2 separate regions of the Bactrocera dorsalis genome follow, and region 2 is linked to region 1. Evidence: chromatin contacts called from public Hi-C data. All regions are on one chromosome and are shown on one strand. The core of a region is the stretch at or near the end of the contact, and the rest is flanking DNA. Distances in the headings are between cores, read along the strand shown. Region 1 overlaps LOC105222577 (serine/threonine-protein kinase tousled-like 1). Region 2 overlaps LOC105222577 (serine/threonine-protein kinase tousled-like 1).

Region 1 (4,835 bases), core at 1,590-4,089:
AAGTATGTGTAAGTTAGTTGAGAAAATAGCAAGCGGCGGCAGCCACATCGGTGTACAACGTTAGTGATAACGAATAAACTCACATCGTGCCAAAAGTTACCAGATAGAAAGTATCAGCAAACAAGAAACTTCAGTTGAGCAGCACCGTATCTTCATATGTATTTATGCTTACGTATCTTATTCAAGTATTCAATGTTATAAAATCCCCCAACTGTATGGCAACACGATTGTGTACGTCAAGTTTGGTATCAGATCACATTGGCTTCGAATTGTAACACAACAGTTTAACAGTTCATGCCGATGAGTCAAGGTCGAGAGACGTCACGTCACGCAAATTTTCATTTTCATTCCCCACATACACACGTACACAAAACAAATGCATACCAACACAAACATATGTAATAAGTTTATATAGGGAGAGTAAGAGCGAAATGTGAGTGCGTTCGCTCTCTTGTAGAAATTCCAATAGGGCAACCAAACATTTGCATTTATTTATAGCACTAACAAGCAATTACACACATGTGTGTTTGTATATACTATAAAAGCACTTGAGTTTTTTCAACTTATTTAATTTGAGTGGGGAATAATAATAACAATGGAGAGCTGCAAACAGTTGGTGAGTGAGCGCTCTGTTGTTTTGATATTTTCTGTTATGTTTGATGTTTCTTTCTCTGAACAGTTCGGTGTTTATGTTTTGTTTTCATCGCTTGTTCACGTTTTATGGAACGGTTTTCACATTTCGATTTTTCTATTTACATTTTTTTTTGTTAAAAGTTTACGTTGGATGATATTAGAAAATAGGAAATAATTGTATTAGGATGAGGGGGTTTTCAAATACTGAAATATTGATAAACAATTATAATTTTAGGTTTGCGAATTTTAAAGTAAAAAATTTAATCCGAAATCTAATGTTTAATCCCACAAATTAAAATTATAAATTGATAAAATATTTTATAATTAAAAAGTTGAGAACAAAAAAGAGAACATTATTTTTCATATCAAAAGCTGGAACGAAAAATGATAAGATACATATTTCTAACTGACAAACTCTAATTTAAAAAATATTGATATTTTTATTAAAAATAAGTTTTACTTTTCAAAAGATATCCAAAATGGATCAATACGAAGTGCCTAAGCGCGCGATAAATTTTTAATTCAAAACTTGAGATTAACGCTTTCATACCCTAAAAAGTGTATATCAAGTGTGCCAGGAAGATTGTAAGGGCTATAAAGATGCGTCGGAGGCCTCAGCGTAACGAGCTGAGTCTATTTAGCTATTTACATACATATGTATGTATGTCCATACAGCAGTCCGTCTTTATAAACTAGGTCCGTCACTTTTATGCAAATGCACTTTTTCACCGAGAAGTTATAAAGCTGCCATACAAACTTAACGATAAAATTCATTTTTTATTTGACATGATATTTTTACGAAATTCTGCATAGATTATTGTCAAAGACAATGCAGCAATCTTCGAATAACTATGTAACTGTCATATACACTAACTGATAGACAATTTCTTATATGTGAGGGGTGGTGTTCCGGCTTTTTTACTACCTTGCTGTTTTTTATTTTTAATCAGAGTTTTTACATGAAACATGTGAATTGTGTTCTAGCTTTTTCCGATTTTGCTACTTATTATTTCCTTTTATTCAGTGTTTTTGAATTAAAAATTTGTTTCTGGTTTTGCAAATCTTCCTATTTTTTCTACGAAAAACTGTCGAAAAACGGTAAATTCAAAGAAAAAGCTTCCATAGCGCGATAGCGACTTTCCTACAGATAAATAATCTTTTGGAAATTTTTGTTTTAGATCAAAATTGCGGCTGCAATCGTGGACATCGTACAACAATTCATCAAATGAACATAAAAAATCATTTTGTGTTGGTCATGAATGTATTTATTTATAAAAAAACCGAACCATTAGTAAATTTCATTACATTAAAAAAACAATCGCGAAAATCACTGATTTTTCGGAGGGTCACACTGAGTCAATACAAATAAGTTTGGAGAAAATATCGTAATTAATATTTTTCGTTTCGGATGTCGGTTAATTGAATTTTATTCTGTTCAAATTTAAAAATTATTTATACAAATTTATATAAATTATTAATACATTGAAATTTCCAAAAAAAAGAAAAAAAATCAAATCTTCACAAACAAATTTCCAGCATTAATATCAGATTGTTCAACATCAGTCTCATTTTGACCACAATTAGATATTTATTTAATTAATTTAGAGATTTTTAAAGAAAATATTATTGATTTAACAATTAATATTATTTAATAGTTATGAAAATTTTATTAGAAATGCACTTTCACTTAGAAAAATTTGTAGATCAATTTTCACCATCTTTACTCCAAAAATCTATCTTAGGCAGAAAAACTAAGCACATAGATACAAACAAACACCCACAATAATATCTCTCAGCCTTCATTAATTGGTGACCAAAAGCCGAAACAAACGTGGCAATAATACTCGCCCAGCGTGAGAAACACGACCCACAACCACAAATCTGACTTTAACGATTTAATCCAATTTTTCAAATTAACTGTCTGTGGCATTCGCACTGCTCCACATTTGAGCAAAGAAATATATACTTATTTAAATGCACATACATACAATTTACATACATATGTACATACCTATGGACGGTAGTATGTAACGCTAACAAAAACTTCAAAAGTCGACGAAAGCAACAAAAGTCAAATGTGTACCGGAAAAAACATAAGCACGTGCAAGGCAATGATTAAATAAGAGAGCAAACCACTACATTACTACTATTGCGCTTGCTCTTGTGCTCTTGCTAATTCGTTAGAGCCGAATACCGAAGTTGAAAATGGAACACGAAACGCGCAGCAAACTGGCATCGAACATGTATGCTGCTCGTCGCCCACTTTACGATTACACAGTTGCGCACAAAAATAAAAATGATAAATTAAAAATAGAACAAATTTCATATGCACACACTACGCACTAAATAAACCCTTTCGCAAAGCGGAAGTCAAAATTCAAACTCACTCTCTCGACTGTTGTTTTTCCAGTTGCTGTTGCTGCCACTGTTGTTAACAGTTTACGATTTCGTTTCGTGATAGGCGCTGCTACTGTTGTTGTCGTTGTTGTATGCCCCATTATTTGTTGTTGTGCCGCGACATTAGCACTCATGCAACGACGCTTGCCGCGCGGCGTCGACGGTTGTGGCTTGCCGCTCGTTATCAAATTCGAATTTGAACGATGACGATGCAGCTGTTGCTCTGCCGCTGCCGCGGCCACTACAACCATTTCGGTCAACATGGGCTGCACTGTGGCCGCAGTATTATTTGTAATATATGTGAAAGTGCCTGCACCGCTACTACTGCTACTGCCACCACCGCCGATGCCGACGCCGCCGCCGCCACCGACACCGCCACCAAAGCCCGAAGCAGCGGGCAACATATGTGCACAATTAGACGACATGCAGCACAATCCAATAAAAATACACACGCGCGCACAAATATTTCGTATACATACAAATTATCAAATAATTTTACACTCTCTCTCTATCTCTGTGCAATTGTACGTTGGCGACACGACACTGCTGATTCTGGCTGTTATTTGGTCGTTAGGTCAATCGCGAGGTAAAGAGAAATCAGCTGATCGGTATAAACACAACAAACGAACAACCGGCACGAAACAGCTGCTCGTTTAGTTGGTCGCGGTCGTAATCGCCGTCGACAACACCACCAACAAAAACATCACAATTATACTAAAACGATGTTTGTTTGTTTGTATTGTAAACAAACGAGTGCACAATCACTCGGCATGCGAGAGTTCAATAGTCACAACAGCAAGAGAATTACTATGTATTTTTTTGCTTTTGTTGATTTTCTTTTGTTTTCTCTCCTACTTTGTGTTTCTATTTGCCGTTCGGTTTTCTTTTATTGCAGTTGAACTGCTGTAGGGATTTGATAAATTTTGACCGCACGTACTCCCCTGTTAAACAACCGAGTTTTTATTGTAAGTATATACATATATAAATTAATGATTACACGAAATGTATTAAACGTGCACTGTTGTCGTTGATTTGTTGGGGGATACAAAGATGACTGACCACCATGGTAAGCAACCGACCGACATCATAGCCTCTCGTTTGGCATTATTGGTTTCTTTGGTTTGCGTTGTTGCCGTTTTCTACACAGACACTACACTTGCAATTTTTTCGTTAGCCGTTCTATTCCGCCGTTCGATTTTCACTTATTCCTCAATGTGGAAAAAAGGTATAGAAACCGGTCGGAGGAGACAAGATGCTGCCAATTTAAATATACATGTGCATACACATATAATAAATGTTGCGCAGCAGAGCTAGTAACATAACTTTCGGTTTGCAGCAGTCCGAACGCCGGTATTTTCGTTTCGTTACGTTTACTGTTGTCACTTTGACTGCTGCTATCACTTGAACTTGCTAGAATGTTTCGTGTGCATAAATATATTATATGTATACCTTACGGACAGCACACATATGGCCTATGCTGTTATTATGCTTTTGTCATTTGGCGTGTTGTTGTTTCACCTTTTCTTATTAAGCGTATTAAATTATTGTGGTAGCCTTTTAATGACACCGCGGCGCACTAGCTTGCTGGCTCTCTCTTGCGCGTCGCTCTTTTGACTGAGTTGGCGCTGGGACTGCTATTGCTACGCCACTGTTAATTACTGAGACCTCTACGCTCTCTTCTCTGCTCTGCAGAACATTCACATTTTTCTTTCGCATTTACTTTGCACTTGCACAAGTGTTTAGGATTTTCTTTTCTATTTTTTCTATGTTTGTATAAATTAATATTTTATTTTTTATCTCATTTC
Region 2 (4,989 bases), core at 367-2,866, 150 kb after region 1:
AAAGCTTTCACGGGAACTGAAGTGAGAGCTTATGACCCCGTTCGCCTTTAAAGACAACATTTTTTTTTTTTTTTTTCTATAAAAATCAAAACCAAACAGATTTTAATTGGGTTCTACCACACAAATCCAAAAATCCGCAAAATTCAAACAATTGCAAAATCTGGCAACCTCTTTATAAAGCTGTATATGTAACAGTGGCGCTCACACGCTCTTTCAGCTCAACGTCATCATGCAGCCGACCAGTTTCGTTGTTGTCGTCTCATTGTTGTTAACGCTTCGTGTCGTGCCGTCTGGCTTTCTGGTTTCAGTTTACTAGGCTAATCATCTGTTTTGGTTTTCAATGTTGATTCATTCAAAATAACACGACAGCAACGACGCGCACGAAGCACCAACAACGGCAGTCAAAGTAATAAAAACGCCACCACTCACTCAGAGAGATTCCACTTGTACAATGAGTGCGCTGATTGTATGTGTTTGTGTGTGTGTTTGTATGTTTGGGAATGTGCGAATGGATGAATGTAAACGTACTCGCTTAAATATTATATGTGCTGATGCAGCAGAAAAACGACCACGGGGCGTATAAGTAGTCTAAAGGAGTAGTGGGTAAAAAAGTTCACACGCTACCCACCCCCAGCCACACCCGCTGCTGCCCTACACAGCAGACGACGACGACAACAAGAGTCGTAGAGGAAAGCAACGAACTGGTCGGATGGATGGTTTTGGTTTGTTGTCGGTTGCTTATACGGTTGTTTGGTTAGCTGGATTATTTGATGGAATGAGTGTACAAGTATGAAGTGTTTGCTTGGCCGGCTGTTGGAGTGTTGGTGGTTAGTGGCTGCCGGTATTATATATGGCGTGTGGTTGGTTGGATGATATGAAGAGCGCGTAATAGTTGTTGTTTTTTGACGGTGAGAGTCGTCGGCACTGACGTTGGAAACAAGTTGGCATTAGTATGTGTGTGTGTGTGTATGGTGTTATTGCAACGAGTTAATAAGAGCCAAGGCGTCACATCGGATTGCTTCGCTTTCCGACGTTGGGGTCGTGGTCGTCGGCGTCGTCGATGTTGTTTTTGTCGTTGTCGTTGTCGGTGTCGGTATAGTTGTCGACTGCTTGAGCTGGGGCTGTCAACAGCAGCACGTTAGCGCCATTCAGTCAATTGTTGACTGTGACGGCGTTTGCTGTTGCGCGCGGCAGCAAATGTTAGCTGACTGGCCTGACTAGCTGGTTATAGTATGACTGTAAACAGCTGATTGCTGTTTTTATTACTTAAATCGCTTGTGGCTCATTGCTAGTTTTGACAGAATTAAATATGGTAAAGTGATTAAATAAAGCAAGCACATATAACATATTGCCGACGATGTTGTAGCGACGCAAATCCACCACCTAACAACGACGTTGACGCCTCCGCCTTTGCACGATAGCACGATAGTGTACGTACGTACGTTGGCACGATGGGAAGCAATTAGGCATGAGACGTCGACGTGCATGTTGCGGAGGCAAGGCCGGTAGCTATCGGTAGGTTTTTGCGGCAACATTTACCGACCGACATTCACAGCACCGTAGCGGCTCGCGGCAGACGGTTGTTTGGCTGTTGACCGGCTGGCGCGCGCATTCACTTGTTCAACACACTATATAGCACAACATTTGGAATATGGCGGCTAGACACTCTACACTCACTGCCTGCCATAACATTGCCGGTTGGCGGACTTGGCACATTTGTTTGTTGTGGTTGTTGTATACACTGTAGCGGCAGTTGGTGTTTGCGACAAAAAAAAACAACAACGTCGTTTATTGTATTCATTTCTGGTTGATCTTTTTATTTAGTAGCATATTTATTTATTGTTAAATTTTGCAAAGATTTAAAAAGAAAGTGTGTTTTGTTTTTGAAAAGAAAAAAATTACAACGAACTCGGCGGCAAAATCTCATCGAAATCGAGATTCGATATTCGAGGGAAAGATTAGGGGAACAGCCGCGTCAGCAAGCAAACGCGCACCAAACAGAAATTCAAAACCAGAAGCGAGCGCAAAGCAACAGCAAACAAAGCGCCAAGCATGCGAAACACCGCCAAAGGCAGGCAAACGAGCGAGCATAAAAACGAACGAACGCGCTGTGCCGCGCCGCGCCGCGGCATGCCGCTCAACGCGTTGGGGTTGCTCGCTTTGTCAGCGGTGAGAGCGGCAGCGCGCAGGGTGGCAAAAGGTAAACAAAGCGGTTGAATGGAAAAGAAACAACAACATGTTCAACAACAACATCACAAATGAGAGAACGCTACACCAACATGAGAACACAACAGAAATCTAGTGCGAAGTAAAGCGAACGAGCGCATGAATGAGAACGCGTTGATAGAGCGGCGCGCCCTCAGCAAAATATGAGCGCACCGGCACGACGCTCAGCGCACGAGTTCAGAAAGGCAAAACTGATAACAGCTGAACAATAAGAAAAACAACAAAAAATTCACTAGTGAATGCACAACAAATTACGAAGCGTACCGCCTGCCTAAGCAGTTCACGCTGCATGCATATGTAGACAAACACATGGCATGGCGCATTGCATTGTCAACCGCACAGTCGAGCGGTTGAGCGGTCGTTATCGATAACGCATAATAAGCGTTTTGTAGTTCAGCGGCGCTTTCATACATGGCTTATTATAATAGGTATTATATATAACACGGCAGGCAGGCAGGCAATCAGCTGCATTGATGAAGCGGCCAAGCGCGCGCGTGCACACAAGTCGACAGCGTGTAACCGCCAATGTAACAGGCAACCAGAGTCGTACATGACGAAACAGCAAGTAGCTGGCGATGAACGATTGCCGCACAAAATTTACCTTCAAAATGTGGGTTACGACGCGCTAGCCGGCAAACCGGCGACCCACCACCACTACTAAAAACAACACAGAGAAAGAGAGGGAGAGAGCGAGCGCGAGCGCGCGCCATTGAGAGTATGCGCGTTGCTGATAACTCGAGACCGGTTCAACTGCTCGTCATATGGTCAACAATGTACTGTGGAGCGCGCGATGAATTGAAGCAGCAAATAGATACTTTATCAAAACTAAGGCTGAATGTCTGATTGAAGTACTTATTGAAATCGCTAGCCTGAAAGACTTTTTTTTAACTTGATATTAGCTGAACCTCATAAGGTAAAACTAAAGGCTCATCTGTGGAAAGCATCAAATTTGTTTTCCTAGATTGGTACAATCTTTTTTATGTTAGTGTGAAGTTCGATTTTCATATGTTAATTAGTTTGTATTCCGCTGCTGTGTTAATGCCGTGAACAATTTGTCTAGTATAAATTTACTGTTATCGTCAATTTCAAACTAGTATAATTAACCGCATTATAATTTTTAATCTAAAATCATATCAAAAAATTTTGTATATTTCATTTCATCTATATAAACTTTTTTTGGTAGTATGGTAAACAGAAAATTATATAAATCCCGGAAAGTATGCTAGTAAGTTGCCTGAAACAAAAGACTTAAGCAACAAACTTGGGGGGTTACATGGGTTTACGGTTCTCAAAAAATCGATTATTTCTACATATTGCCTAATCAAACACTTCTAAAAGTTTATCCTAAGTTGACCCGAGTTATATTTTCGGAGATACAGCCTTGAGAATGTGTGCACTCAGGGCTAGCTAGGCTAAGTGTGCCGTCTTCAAACGTATTTTTCTAGAGACTGTGGTTTTGAAGTCGGTTAACAAGATTCCTCAAAAACTACTCAACCGATCTTTTTGAAATTTTACACAGGTCTTTGAGATACTACTATTTAAAACTTGGACAAAGAATTTTTTTTTATTACAACTATTTGAAAAAAAAATCTCCCGAAATTTTCATTGTTTTGTAATAATGTGGCAAAAATCCAATTTTCTGTTTTCTTTTCGTCCAAGTCCAAGAGTGACCGGAAATGGCGTCGCAATGGCCGAGTTAAAATTTTTTTTTTTTTTTTCCAAAAATTTCTTTGTTAATAGTGCATGTTTGAAACAATAAAAAATTTTAATAAATTATTTATTTTATATGAGAAAAATTTTTTTGAAAAAATGCTGTTTTTTATCCGAGGAAACCCATTCTTAACAAAAACCCGAGTCTTTTGAGACCAATAGCTTTAGAACGATTGGATAAAATCACTAAAAAGCCTAGTTGAGGTTGGTATTCTAAGGCAGGAATATAGTATGTGGCGAACTCACGGTCATGTCAAAGGCTTCAGCCGATGAAGTGTACTACTACATATACATACATATTTGAGAATATTCTGCGAAAATTAGAATTATTTGTTTAGACTTTTTTTTTTAATTTAGAATAAAGAACTCCCAAAACTTTAAAAGCGTTTTTCTGAAAACGCTATTTTCAAAGTCGGGAAGGAAAATTTCTCCGAAACGGTTGTGCGGATCGACTTAGAATTTCACATGACCTGCTACGCATATGTATTTGTTATCAGAAATCAGATTCTATTCATAACATTTTTTTTTCAGAAAGAACGACTATAGTACCTCAAATTATGTATATGTACATCTTTATCTGAGTTCTTAAAAGAACACGTATCTGGTCACACGGATATTCTCACACACTTTGACTTCATACCGGATTACTTGGATCATGGAGTCGCTAAACCGAACTCTGTCGGCTCCTTCATTGCCCATATACCGACGAACGAGTTATGGGTGGGAAGAAGCTGTTGGAGAAGAGGGGCAGTGAGCTTTTTTACAGATAGGTTAAAGCTTGGGGGATAGGTTGATGGAGGAGTTTATTGTCAGCAGCTCGCCATCAACTCCAGCTTCAGACTTCCTGACTATTGCTGTGTCTTCTAAGGCGAGGTTGCACCAGATCTACTGCTCCGGAGTGCAGTTTCCTTCAGAGAAGTGACCATTCACTCATCAAATAGCAGAGCGGCGATACTAGCAGTGCATTCAAGGCAAGCATCGGGTGTCTTTGTTATAAAACTAGTGTGGATGGCCATAACGGAATCGCAGGAAATTGCAAAGCTGATAAGCTAT

What was found. A called contact is a pair of places that touch in the nucleus more often than the background predicts.
Region 2: a Hi-C map of whole body shows a contact between it and region 1, with 7 times the contacts expected there. The contact joins two enhancer-like sites. A contact is called at or near these places in 2 of 2 Hi-C or Micro-C datasets (both in whole body).

The regions. Positions count from the first base shown.
Region 1 is chr4:44,368,867-44,373,701 of ASM2337382v1, forward strand. All of the region lies in intron 1 of LOC105222577 (serine/threonine-protein kinase tousled-like 1), which reads right to left. Among protein-coding and RNA genes, the nearest start is that of LOC125778435, 26 kb to the right of the region's middle. Within about 2 kb of position 2,840, the one cell type or tissue checked has open chromatin away from gene starts, as enhancers often do.
Region 2 is chr4:44,518,320-44,523,308 of ASM2337382v1, forward strand. All of the region lies in intron 1 of LOC105222577 (serine/threonine-protein kinase tousled-like 1), which reads right to left. Among protein-coding and RNA genes, the nearest start is that of LOC105222577, 42 kb to the right of the region's middle. Within about 2 kb of position 1,617, the one cell type or tissue checked has open chromatin away from gene starts, as enhancers often do.